Regions from separate parts of the Zea mays genome. Here all the other regions are linked to region 4. A link is a contact called in public Hi-C data. All regions are on one chromosome and are shown on one strand. The core of a region is the stretch at or near the end of the contact, and the rest is flanking DNA. Distances in the headings are between cores, read along the strand shown.

Region 1 (2,776 bases), core at 107-2,606, 170 kb after region 4:
GAGTTTCTCTCCATGAACTTGTTGGCGCGATTAAGCTCCAGCGCGATGTTGTCGAGGCGTTTGTCGACCTCGGGACGCCAACCCTCAATCTGAGCCTGATCCGTCTCGAGAGAGATGAATCGCGCCTTGGCCTTCTGCTCAGCATCGGCGAGACGCTGCTCGAGTTTCTGTTAGCAGGCCGCCGCCCAAACGCCGACGAAGATGGAGGGATGAGGCCCGGCTTGGCGCCGTCAACCGCCAGAGTTTCTGTTAGCATCACAGATGCTCTTAGAGAGAAATAGCAAGTAGAGAGAGAGTAGAGAGAAAGCTAGTAGTAAACTGGAGAGACGAGGTAAGGGAGGATAGTGTTTGTTTTCTGATAATTGGTAATTGATATCCTCTTAGCCTATACAACTGTTCTTTTATAGCCGCAGAAACCCACTTGTCCTCTGGCAATGGCCCCACATGGCAGCCACTCCTAACAGTTTCGCGCTCCATGAACTTGTTGGCGCGATTAAGCTCCAGCGCGATGTTGTCGAGGCGTTTGTCGACCTCGGGACGCCAACCCTCAATCTGAGCCTGATCCGTCTCGAGAGAGATGAATCGCGCCTCGGCCTTCTGCTCAGCATCGGCGAGACGCTGCTCGAGTTCGCCGCAGCGTCCTATGAGCGCGTCCGTCAGACGCTGCTCCATTTGGCTAAGCCGCCCGTCCATTTGGCCGAGCTGATCCAACACCCGCTGCTGACGTCGTGGAGCGTGGGCGACGGCCAGGAATGGGAGGAAGATTCTCCAAGGTCGAACTCGTCTGATACCAGATTGTTAACGGAAGGAGAATCAGAAACGAGGATCAGAGGAGACAGAGGAATATTATGTATGCCTTCTCTTCGTTACCCTGCCTAGCCCTTGCGTATAGCAGTTTGTGACCAAAAACCTATGAGCGGCCCATATTAGCAGAGGCCCCAACGGTTTGGACTTGAGTAGGATGAAAAAAGACATCCAACCTTGGCAAGAACGACGTTCAGCAGAATATATGACCCATGCTCCTTTAGGCTCTTTAAATTCCGTGGGTGGCGTAGCTACCGAGATCAATGCTGTTAATTATGTCTCTCCTAGAAGTTGGTTAGCGACCTCCCATTTTGTTCTAGGATTCTTCTTTTTTGTGGGCCATTTGTGGCATGCAGGAGGAGCCCGAGCTGCTGCAGCAGCCTTTTGAAAAGGGAATTGATCGCGATTTAGAACCTGTTCTTTATATAACCCCTCTTAACTAAGATTTTTTATTTATACCTGTTCTAGTTTTTTTCTGTTCTGGCTCAGTTATTCCATCTAGCCCAGTATACTTCGTATTGAGTCGGTCCAGGGCGGGGCGAGGAGCGGCGTCGGTGGGGGTGGTTGTAGGGCGGCTGCCGCGGCCGTCAACGCGCATGACCTCGCCGGCGTCGATTGTAATCTTTTGTGCTCCGTACAGAGTATTTGAGGCCGCCGACTCGTAAGTGTCGGCCCAAGCCCACTTTCAATCAGCAGCTTTGCTTTCTCAGATCCCCTTATCCTCACTTCTTGCGCAGCAAATCAAATCCTCTTGCTTTTTTTTCCATTTCCCCTCCAATGACCGCGCAAGCTATCTCCCTCTCGCTGCCGACGCCGCCCACCCACCACCACCATCATGCCAAACCTCCACCCCCGCCTCGGCTCCTGCTCAAAGCCAGCTCGCTCCCGGAAGCGCTGCGAGGCGTGGAGACATTCCGCGACGGGCGGCTCCTGGTCTCCCTCCTGCGGCAGTGTGCAGATGTCCCCCACGGGGACGAAGACACCGAGCGCCTCTCCGCGGCGCGTCACCTCGCTCCACAGCTGCACTCGCTGGCCGTCCGTGCGGGCCGCGCCCGGGACCCGCGCGTCGCGTGCGCGCTCGCCGACCTCCTCGCGCGCCTGGGCCGCTGGGCCTCGGCCCGGCGCTTGCTCCAGGAAGCGACGGCAGCAGAGGAGGAGGGGAAGGAAGAGGGAGACGAGGAAGTGGATACGATGCTGTGGAACAAGCGCGTGGCCATGCTCGCTGAGGCGGAGGAGTGGGGCGACGCGATCGCCGCGTTCGCGGAGATGCGGGCGCGCGGGGTGGCTCCCGACGGGTACGCGTGCGCGCGGGCGCTCCACGCGTGCGGCCGCGCGGGGGCGCCCCGCGAGGGGCAGGCCGTGCACGCGCACGCCGCCAAGGCGGGCCATGTCGCCGCACACCCGCTCGTGCCGGGCTTCCTTGCCGGCATGTACGCCGAGAGCGCGGACGTGGGCGCGGCCAGGCGGGTGCTCGAGACGGAGGACGCGCCGCCCGTCGCGTGGAACGTCGTCGTTGCCTGCTGCGCGCGCCTCGGGCTCGTTGACGACGCGCTGGACCTCGCGGAGCGCATGGCGAGGTCGGGGCCGGTGGAGGCCAGCCCCAGCCTCGCGACGTGGAACGCCGTGCTGTCGGGCTGCGCGCGGCACGGGCGCGACCGGGAGGCGTTCGGCGTGGTTCGGAGCATGCTGGAGCGAGGGATACCACCGGACTCCAGCTCCATGTCGAGCCTGCTCAAGTCTGTGGCCAGCTTGGGGCTGCTTGCGCATGGCATGGAAGCCCATTGCTTCTTCCTCAGGCACCGGCTCGAGCCGGACGTGTACACTGGGACGGCGTTCGTTGACATGTACGCCAAGTGTGGCCGCCTGGAATACGCCCAGAAGGTGTTCGACACGCTGGAGCTTAGGAATATCACCACATGGAACTCGCTGGTTGCTGGGTACTCGAACGCGGGTCAGTTCGACCATGCACTGG
Region 2 (2,700 bases), core at 92-2,591, 250 kb before region 4:
TAGTGTCTGTTTTTGTGTTTGCAGTTGCTCCAGTGTGCTACGCCCACCTCGCTGCAGCCCAGGTGAGCACGTTCCTGAGATTGGAGGAGATGTCAGACGCGTCCTCCAGCCAGGGAGGAGGGCATACCTCGGCTGGCAGTGCTCCTGTGCCGGAGCTGCCTCGCCTGCATGACAAAGTCAGGAGCTCCATGTTCTTCTGCTAGCTGATGTGCGTGCGCATCAGGATCGAGCTCCATGTTTTGTGTTAGTAAGGCCTAGTTAGTAAGGCTGTAGAAAGAATGTTTAATGTTTGCATGCTAAAGTCCAAACAATCAAAACCACTACTATATCTACCAGAGCACTGATCGATCAAACAACAAGAGTCAGCATCAATCAATCAAAACCACCACTATTCTATCTACCGATCAATCTACTCTATACCTGAAGCACTCACTCGCTCGCAAACAACCAAGGGATCATGGATCCTTGAGTAGCTCCATTGTCCAGTCCCTGACCTTGACGAAGCATTTCATGGACAGCCTCTCGTACGCCATCTCGTACATCCGGAGGTTCATGTAGGCGAAGCTCAAGTAGGTGGCGATGCACTCTTGGTGCCTGTGGTACAGCGCCGGGATGGTCAGAGCGGCCACCACACTTGCGTAGCAGGCGGTCGGGAAATCTGTAACGCTGCCGACGATGGACACGCTCCACAGGCAGAGGAAGGCTCTGTAGAAGAGCAGCGAGTCCCTGCCCAGAGCGATGTCCCGGAAAGCGTCCGAGGCGGCGTCCAGAGCAGAGCGCAGCAGCGCCGCCGCCTCGTCCACGGCCTGCTGCGGAACGCGCAGCTCCGGGACGGGAGGCTGCGGCCTGTTCAGGAGGCGCGCCGCTTTGGCCCACAGGAAGAGCACGGTGAGGAGCAGGAGCAGCACGTTGGAGGCGAGGGACACCAAGGTGTAGCCGCCGTACAAGAGCAGCCAGGAGGAGACGGTGCCCGCCAGCAGGCAGGCGCTCACGTCGGCGCGGCCCCGGCGCCACAGCAGCACGTCCCAGACTGCTGCAGCAATCCGATCCGATTCCGATCCAGATATATTAGTTAGTAGATCCAATCTCGGGCGGCCAATCCGTAATAATAATTGGCTGAGAGAAAAGGTGGGAGAGAGTACCGAATCCTCCGACGGCACATGTCCCGGCGCCGCCGCCGCCGCCGCCAACACCAACACCAGCATCCACCACCATCGTCGTAGTTAATACTAAGGGAAGGGAACTAGAGAAGGAAGGGAGGGGCCGATGCAACGGAAGAAATGGATGGAATTCGACCAACAGCTAGCTAGAGCGAAGCAGAACCCAATCCCAATCAAAACCCGAGAACGAACCTGCTTTTACTTTCCCAACCAGACGGTGGCTGGCTTGGAATCCCACTATCCCTCATTCCCTCTACCAACAGGGCACCGGCCTGGCCTCCCTCCCCAATCATCCAACCACCACCTTTTTTTTTCTTCCTTTTGCTGTGTTTTCTTACAAACTTAAATCTACTCGAATATTGATTCAAGATATTATGGAGAGTAATTGAATATTTCGATGAATCACGTCATGTATATATTTCTTAATTACAAACTTCTATCACTATCAAATAAAGTAAACATAATGCTATTTGCAATAATATATACTATGTAAACATGACTAAATCAAAATAAATGTTTAATTTAATAGTTACCAAGTTTGCAAGAAAACATTTCCTTCCAAAGCACATATCATGATGCTGGCAATTTAGTTTTATCAGCTATAATAATATCATTGACAACACATTTTGTAAGTCCACATTCTAAATAAATTCTGTACATTATAACTAAAACATTATATCATATCAGCATAAAAAATAAATTAAGTATTCTATGTTTCTATAAAACAATAAACCATGCATTGTACGGTGACTGCGTCTAGGGAAAATTATACCGCATGCTAGCAAAACGTCCTCCAGTATTTCATTAGACACATTGGTGTCAACCTAATATCCTATTTGTTGTCGTTCCAACTAACCCCCTCTTATAGTGCTACAACACTATCATCTATGTGTGATGGTTTTACTCGTGATACCTCACTTACAGGTGAAAATAAGACCCTCAAAAAGGAGGCGAATGAGCTCATTCACGTCTTAATTAAAGCCTACAGTGGTGAGGCTCACTTGCTTAAATGCTTGGATAGTCAAAGATTCTAGGTATTAGACTAAGTAACTATTCTGTTTTGCTACAAATGTATTAGACTAATGCTGAAGGGCAAATGCCGAAGGTAGGTTTCGACCAGGGCGCGCACCAAGACTTTGGTGATCATTGTGAACATGCTTCGGACGAAGCTAATTCCGAAGGTCCTATGGGCGACGACAAACTAAGTCGAGAGGAGGAGAAGGATGACTTTACCCTTGACATGTACATTAGAATGAATGTATAGGAATTAAGGATATAATTGTAATTTTACTTGAGCTATGTCTCGAGTTTATAAATAGAGAAACAGTGTCATGCACTGTTCATCTTTTTTGGGGGGAGAATACTCCCATTTATTTAGCTTCCGAAGTTACCTTCGAGATCTTATTCGTGTAAAGCCAAAGGTATGCTTGTAATTGTTTATCACATTGCCAGGAATGGAATTTGAGATGAATATGCATATAAGTTAGAGGACTTGTTCTTTATTATTTGCACTTTGTATCCTTGTTAGAGATATGTGATT
Region 3 (2,700 bases), core at 173-2,672, 180 kb before region 4:
GCCCAACCTATTGCAAGTTGCGGCGCTTAAATTCTGCACCAAACTTTTGGGAAGGAGTGGCAGCTAAAAACACACAAAAGATGCCAAAGTTTCCACTAAGTGGTGGCTAAACATGCCAAAGGTTAGGGCAAGGCCGAGCTGTGGCATGTTGTGGTCGGCAACCAAAAACGCCCAAAAGAAATGTAAGAGTAGAACAAGATATTATTGAATTAACTGGATGTGACAAGCAAATGAATAATTGGGCGCCAAAATAATAGCTAGGAGGGATAATTAACAGAACAACAGGTCGCTAGACATACCAGCAATCGTGGCAGAGCATCGGTTGACCGGCCTGATCCGGAAAAGTGCTTGTGGTTGGCATACTATGCGCAGAGTAACCTCAACATTGGCTAGAGTTTAAGAAGGAAAAAAAAAGAAAGAGATGGAAATAGGAATTAGATGGCAGCACAGACGACACGGTTCACCTTTCATCAAAAATCAGGAGACGAAAGGGAAATGCGCAGCGCAGTAGATGAACTGCTGAGTGATCTCATCTCACCGTTCTTCTGCCGCATGTAAGCACCCAGGTGGACAGAGAGCTCCTCGTCTCCAACGTAGAATGCATAGGGCAACTTCTCCTCCTGAATGAATAGAATGCACGAGTGAGTTAACAATAGGAGGATGGAAAGGTAAGGTTGAGGGAAGCAAGATAAGATGAAAGAATTGGATAGATGGGAAAGAAAACAATTAGAGCACAGTAATACATTGTGGAGGAGCTGATTGACAATCTCCTGGAGCTGCGGGGGCCCGACGTTCTGGGGCAGATAGAGCGCAGAGCCTAGAGGGTCTCCCTCGGGGCTCAGCAGCTGGCACATGACGCTGGCGCTGGCATCGATATCCATCCGACGAAATTTAGCCGAACCCGAAGCAAAATCTAAGATTAAGCTAGCGCAACAAGGGGATTAGCAACTGTTATGCTCTGAATAGAAGCGTGGGAAGAGAAGAAACCGATGCAAGTGAGCGAGCGTACCAGTAGAACAGGAAGAGGGCGGCGGCGGCGGTGCAAGCAGCTTCTGCTGATGAACCCTGTGAACAAGTTGTCAATAAGTAAGAAGAGAAAAAAGAAACTAAATAAGCAATTTGAACTCGAGCTCTGTTTTGAAACACGAGGGAACTGGCAGAGAGGGTCTCGTCTCTCGTGGAGCGCATTGGAAGCAGCAGCCAACAGACACAAAATCCTCCACCGTTTACATGGAGAAACACGAACGGCGGTGACCGGTGGATACAGATCAGCGTCTGCAGCCAGCAGCACCCCTGCCGAAGCCGCGGAGCACTGGGTACGTACGGGGACTCCGGTAGCAGACTAGACCTCATCTCTTGTTTCTTTCTGCGCCAGACCGATAAACGGAATAACAAGAAGAAGAGCACGAACGAAGGGAAGGATGGAGAAGCTCCTGTTTTTCCGCCGCCGCCGCAAGGAAGGAACGGAATCGGTGCCAGAGTTGCAACGCATGCACGCACAAGTAGCATCCGCGGGCATCCCTAGAGCCAAGGCGTTTCCCTCCATCGAATTTTCAGCGCCGAATCCAGCGATAAAGAGAGGAGGAGGCGCCAGCACAGGAAGGAAGGAAAAGGAGGAGAAAGCGAGGAGGAGGCGTAGCTCACCTGCGGCAGCGGGGCTGGGGAGACGAGGATGCCCGGACGGATGTGGCGGCCGCGCGCGGGACGGGACAGGGATGGGGGGTGGCGGCGGCGGCGTCTGGTGAAAGGTGTTGGTGGTGTGCGGCTGCGCGCAGGGAGGGGGGAGATGGGAATGGAGCACGCGAAGTGAGGGGGCAACCGGCGGCGCAGCGCAGGCGGCTTATAATTATGAAAATCTGTACTACATTAAGACCCGTCTGTAGACCGCCCCCACCCCGGATAACCTCGCCTCGCCCCGGATAACCTCGCCTCGCCCCGCCCCCTCCGCAAAGCTCGCCGACAACCACACCCGCACGCCCCGAACGCCCGCAATTCGCGCCATCCCGCCTCCATCCCCCCGGCAACCGTTTTCGTCGCGGCCCCACCCGACCTCCGTCTTCGTCGCGGCCGCGTTGCGCCGCACGCCTACGCTCGCCCTCCGCCCACCCCCGCCGCAAAGGTCGCCGAAAACCCCGCCCGCACACCTATACACCGCACGCGATTCGCGCCATCCCGCCTCCATCCCGCCGCCAACCGCAAACGCGTGATCCACGGGCGCCGCGATTCGCGCCAGGATTTGGTACAACAACGTCCCTCACCCAAAGCTGGTGGAGTATAAGAAAGATCAGAACTGGGTTACAAGATTTGGTGATTATCTTGTTTTTCCTGGAGGTGGAACTCAATTCAAAGATGGCGTGGGAAGATACATTCAGTTTGTTGAACAGGTAAACATTCAGTTTGTTGGGACAGCTTAACTCTGCAGAGGAATTTTGTTAAGTACTTTGATAGACAAGTGAGTTGCACGCATCGTGTGAATTGAGATGTTTCTATTGTGTGTTTCCTTTGATAAATTTCACAGCCTTGCTCGCTGCTCAGTTTGTTCAATGTCATTTGAGTCTTTGCTGGTCAGGTTTGAACATAAAGGCCTTGCTTGAGTTGCTAAATATAATCTCGTATGCTGGGGTTTAGTCATTCTATACTCGAGTAGATAAGTTTTGTAACAACTTGCTGTTTTGTTATTTCCTTGTGACCTAATGTTGA
Region 4 (2,824 bases), core at 33-2,532:
CCATAGTCTTGTACCAATAAAGTGTATTAAATAAAGTAAACGCTGGTAGGCCTTCAGTGTTGGTGATGTAGATGATGGCAGGGATGACAAATGACAACAGGAAGAACAGTATACTACTCAAAAAAGCTGAATATATCTAAACTAATACCAATTAGTTAAGGTGGCTGGATAGAGACATCAACAGCAAAATTCTGATGCATGAAGTCAGTGGCGAATCGTTCCTTTTCAGGTGGATCTGTTGGTTATTACAGAGCACTGACCAAACCAGAAAGATAGGTCATTATGTCACAGATTTACAATTTCCTTCGCAGAAGCAAATTCATCCCCTGGTCAGGGGACTCTGTGCAGAACACTGGACGCATCGCCTAGCAATTTATTTAACAGCAATATTGAGAAGGAACAAAACGCACAATTAAAAAGGTGAAAAGGGGACCAATATGGCAACTGGCAAAGACGCATATGCATTATTTTTTGGGGAATGGAATCCTGTCCAGAGAATTAATAATAGATCAACCAAAACTGGAGCATCCCCTGGCAAATGGTTTGAATCAGTGGAGAAGAATCTCGCCCAGTGTCGAGGTATTTCCTCATGTGGCTTCTCAGCGAATCAAACCAAGGGACCAGTCAACGGACCGAGATCTGAGTGGTGGCTCGCGTGCAGGGTTTAAGACCGGTGCGAATCCAACCCAGATCACACGGGCGGCGCCCAACGATCGGGCATAAAGCTGAGAGAAGCCAGGCCAAGCACGCACACCCCGTGCCAAGCATCACGGAAACCCCCAATTCCCTGTACCAGGAGCCTGAGAACACCTACACGGATCGAAACTCTGGGTAGCCTACGACAACAAAATCCCCAGGAAGCCGAACCCAATCAGGGTAGACCAACGGAGTGGCAGACGCACGTGAGGACAAATCGAAGCCCAGGAGGTCTGGAGGAGCGGGACGGTGACGACTGACGACGAGAGACAGAGGATCGGGGCAGGGGTGGAGGCGAGCCAAGAGAAGGGGACTCACACTCCGCCTGCTACGCCGCCGGCGACGAGCGACTTGCAGATGGTGAGGATCTGGTGGCCGGGCGCCTTGACGCCCTCGCGCGCGAGCTTGGCCTCCTCCGCCAGGTTGACGATGGTGGTGACGGCCGTGTCGCCCCTGCTCTTGCCCACCACGTCCTCCGATGCCATATCCCCCCGCCCGCGCTGCCCAGGAGGAGGTTGGCGGAGGACGCCAAGTCGGGCCGGGGTTTTGGCGGCGGTGGCGGCGGGAGGGGGTGGGAGCGCGTTCGTGCGTGCGTGTGCGGTGTGGAGGAGCGACAAGGGGGAGGCGGGTGAATAAAAAGCAACTGCTGGGGCGGGGGTTTGATCACGGACGCGATTAGCCCTCCCTGCTTTAGCGCCGGAAAACGCTAGTACGTGTGCACGCCAGCGGGGTCACGGAAAGAGTGATGATAGTAAGGTGGGGCCGGCGTACAGCGAGACGGGACCAGGGTGGAGTGATTCGTGGGGGTGAGCCGGAGCGAGGAGAGGGGCCCGTACGTCAGTGGCACGCGTGGATTAGCGAGGGCGTCATCAGGAGGTTAACGGAAACCTAGATCCGTCAGGGGCAGGGACGGCGGCGTGGCTCCGCCGGGCCTGCTGGGCTCTTCTCACTCATCGATGGTGATGCCGGCCCTCTCCGCGTTCTTTTTGTTGAGAAACGCTAACGAAGGATTACGTGGTCAAATATTAAATATGGCTATGAGCCTATCACATCTCTACTACTTATTAAAGCATCTCCAACAATATCTCAAACTAGTGCCTCAAATTGAAATATGAGGCTCTACACAGGAAAAACTACTCCAACAGTGCCCTATTTCATAAATTTTTGTCAAAAAAATATAGGGCACCCTCTCAAGTGACTCAAATATACTACACTGTAGTGGGCTGCCCTATAATCTAGATTTGGGGCTTTACTGTTGGAGCGAGATATTTTGTTGGTGCCCTAAATTCTATAAAATATACTTATTTTCAAATTATAGGGCATTTTTATATGTCACGTTGTTGGAGATGCTCTTAAGGCAGTAATGGGTAGGCTGTGATTCCGTGTTCTGCTATTCTCATTCCCCCCTCATTCTCCCCTCTCCGCAAAGTCCATTATCATTCCCGGCTATCATTCCGTGTTCTGTCATTCTCATTATCCCTCTCCACACTGTCTTTCTCATTCTCCCCTCCCCGCAAATCTCATTCACATTCCTACGTGCATCCACGCCTAGCTAAAATTAAATTAAAAAAACACGCAAAGCCCATTCCCAGTTGTCATTCTGTGTTCTGCCATTCTCATTACCCCCTCCCCACACTGTCTTTCTCATTCCCCTCTCCCCGCAAATCTCATTCTCATTCCTACGTGCATCGACCTCTCAAGCAAATGTGCTCGTAGCTACCACTACACCACATGTGTGTTTATGTCAATATCTGTTACAGTAAAAATATCTACTACATCTCTCACAAAGCTCACATGTGTTTATGTCAATTTCTTTTGTTTGAATAATGTTTTCAACTTAAATTCTTTTTTATATGTGTGACATTTATTCTCCGTAATATTTTTTCCATGGATCTGACTTGTGAGTCATTTTCATAAACCAACGCCAAAGATGAATCCATGTTTCTTACTTGGAAACCCCGAACAAACACCACTGGCAGGAGGCGCTCGCGTTGGCGTCGCTCATCGACGATGAGAAGAAGCTTTGCGACTGACAGTTCGACCTCTGGAAGCAGTACTACGTGGCCACATGTGTTGCTGTGTTCGGCAAGCTCCGGTGCAGCCACCGCTTGGACGCGGTCCAGAGCGG

Evidence for each region. A called contact is a pair of places that touch in the nucleus more often than the background predicts.
Region 1: a contact with region 4 is called in a Hi-C map of leaf, with 5 times the contacts expected there. The contact joins the promoter of LOC103630809 here to the promoter of LOC100191302 in region 4. A contact is called at or near these places in 2 of 25 Hi-C or Micro-C datasets (leaf and leaf mesophyll).
Region 2: a Hi-C map of endosperm shows a contact between it and region 4, with 1.8 times the contacts expected there. The contact joins the promoter of LOC100284399 here to the promoter of LOC100191302 in region 4. A contact is called at or near these places in 4 of 25 Hi-C or Micro-C datasets (ear, endosperm, leaf and 1 more).
Region 3: a Hi-C map of leaf shows a contact between it and region 4, with 4 times the contacts expected there. The contact joins the promoter of LOC109939206 here to the promoter of LOC100191302 in region 4. A contact is called at or near these places in 6 of 25 Hi-C or Micro-C datasets (ear, endosperm, leaf and 1 more).

The regions. Positions count from the first base shown.
Region 1 is chr6:179,564,841-179,567,616 of Zm-B73-REFERENCE-NAM-5.0, reverse strand. It overlaps LOC103630809 (pentatricopeptide repeat-containing protein, mitochondrial-like), which reads left to right and starts at 1,356. Exons shown (of 1, transcript XM_008651872.3): 1 at 1,356-2,776. The coding sequence starts at 1,582.
Region 2 is chr6:179,988,070-179,990,769 of Zm-B73-REFERENCE-NAM-5.0, reverse strand. LOC100284399 reads right to left here and starts at 1,341. Exons shown (of 2, transcript NM_001371990.1): 1 at 1,143-1,341; 2 at 272-1,033. The coding sequence starts at 1,215. The coding sequence ends at 456. LOC100383316 (argonaute104) reads left to right here. Exons shown (of 23, transcript NM_001361992.1): 23 at 25-334. The coding sequence ends at 203.
Region 3 is chr6:179,914,565-179,917,264 of Zm-B73-REFERENCE-NAM-5.0, reverse strand. It overlaps LOC109939206 (probable methyltransferase PMT23), which reads left to right and starts at 1,422. Exons shown (of 10, transcript XM_023300431.1): 1 at 1,422-1,741; 2 at 2,210-2,384. The coding sequence starts at 1,422. It overlaps LOC100282591, which reads right to left and starts at 1,695. Exons shown (of 14, transcript NM_001291802.1): 1 at 1,645-1,695; 2 at 1,010-1,065; 3 at 744-924; 4 at 539-620; 5 at 300-389. The coding sequence starts at 881.
Region 4 is chr6:179,738,545-179,741,368 of Zm-B73-REFERENCE-NAM-5.0, reverse strand. It overlaps LOC100191302, which reads right to left and starts at 1,282. Exons shown (of 8, transcript NM_001136736.1): 1 at 1,015-1,282. The coding sequence starts at 1,181.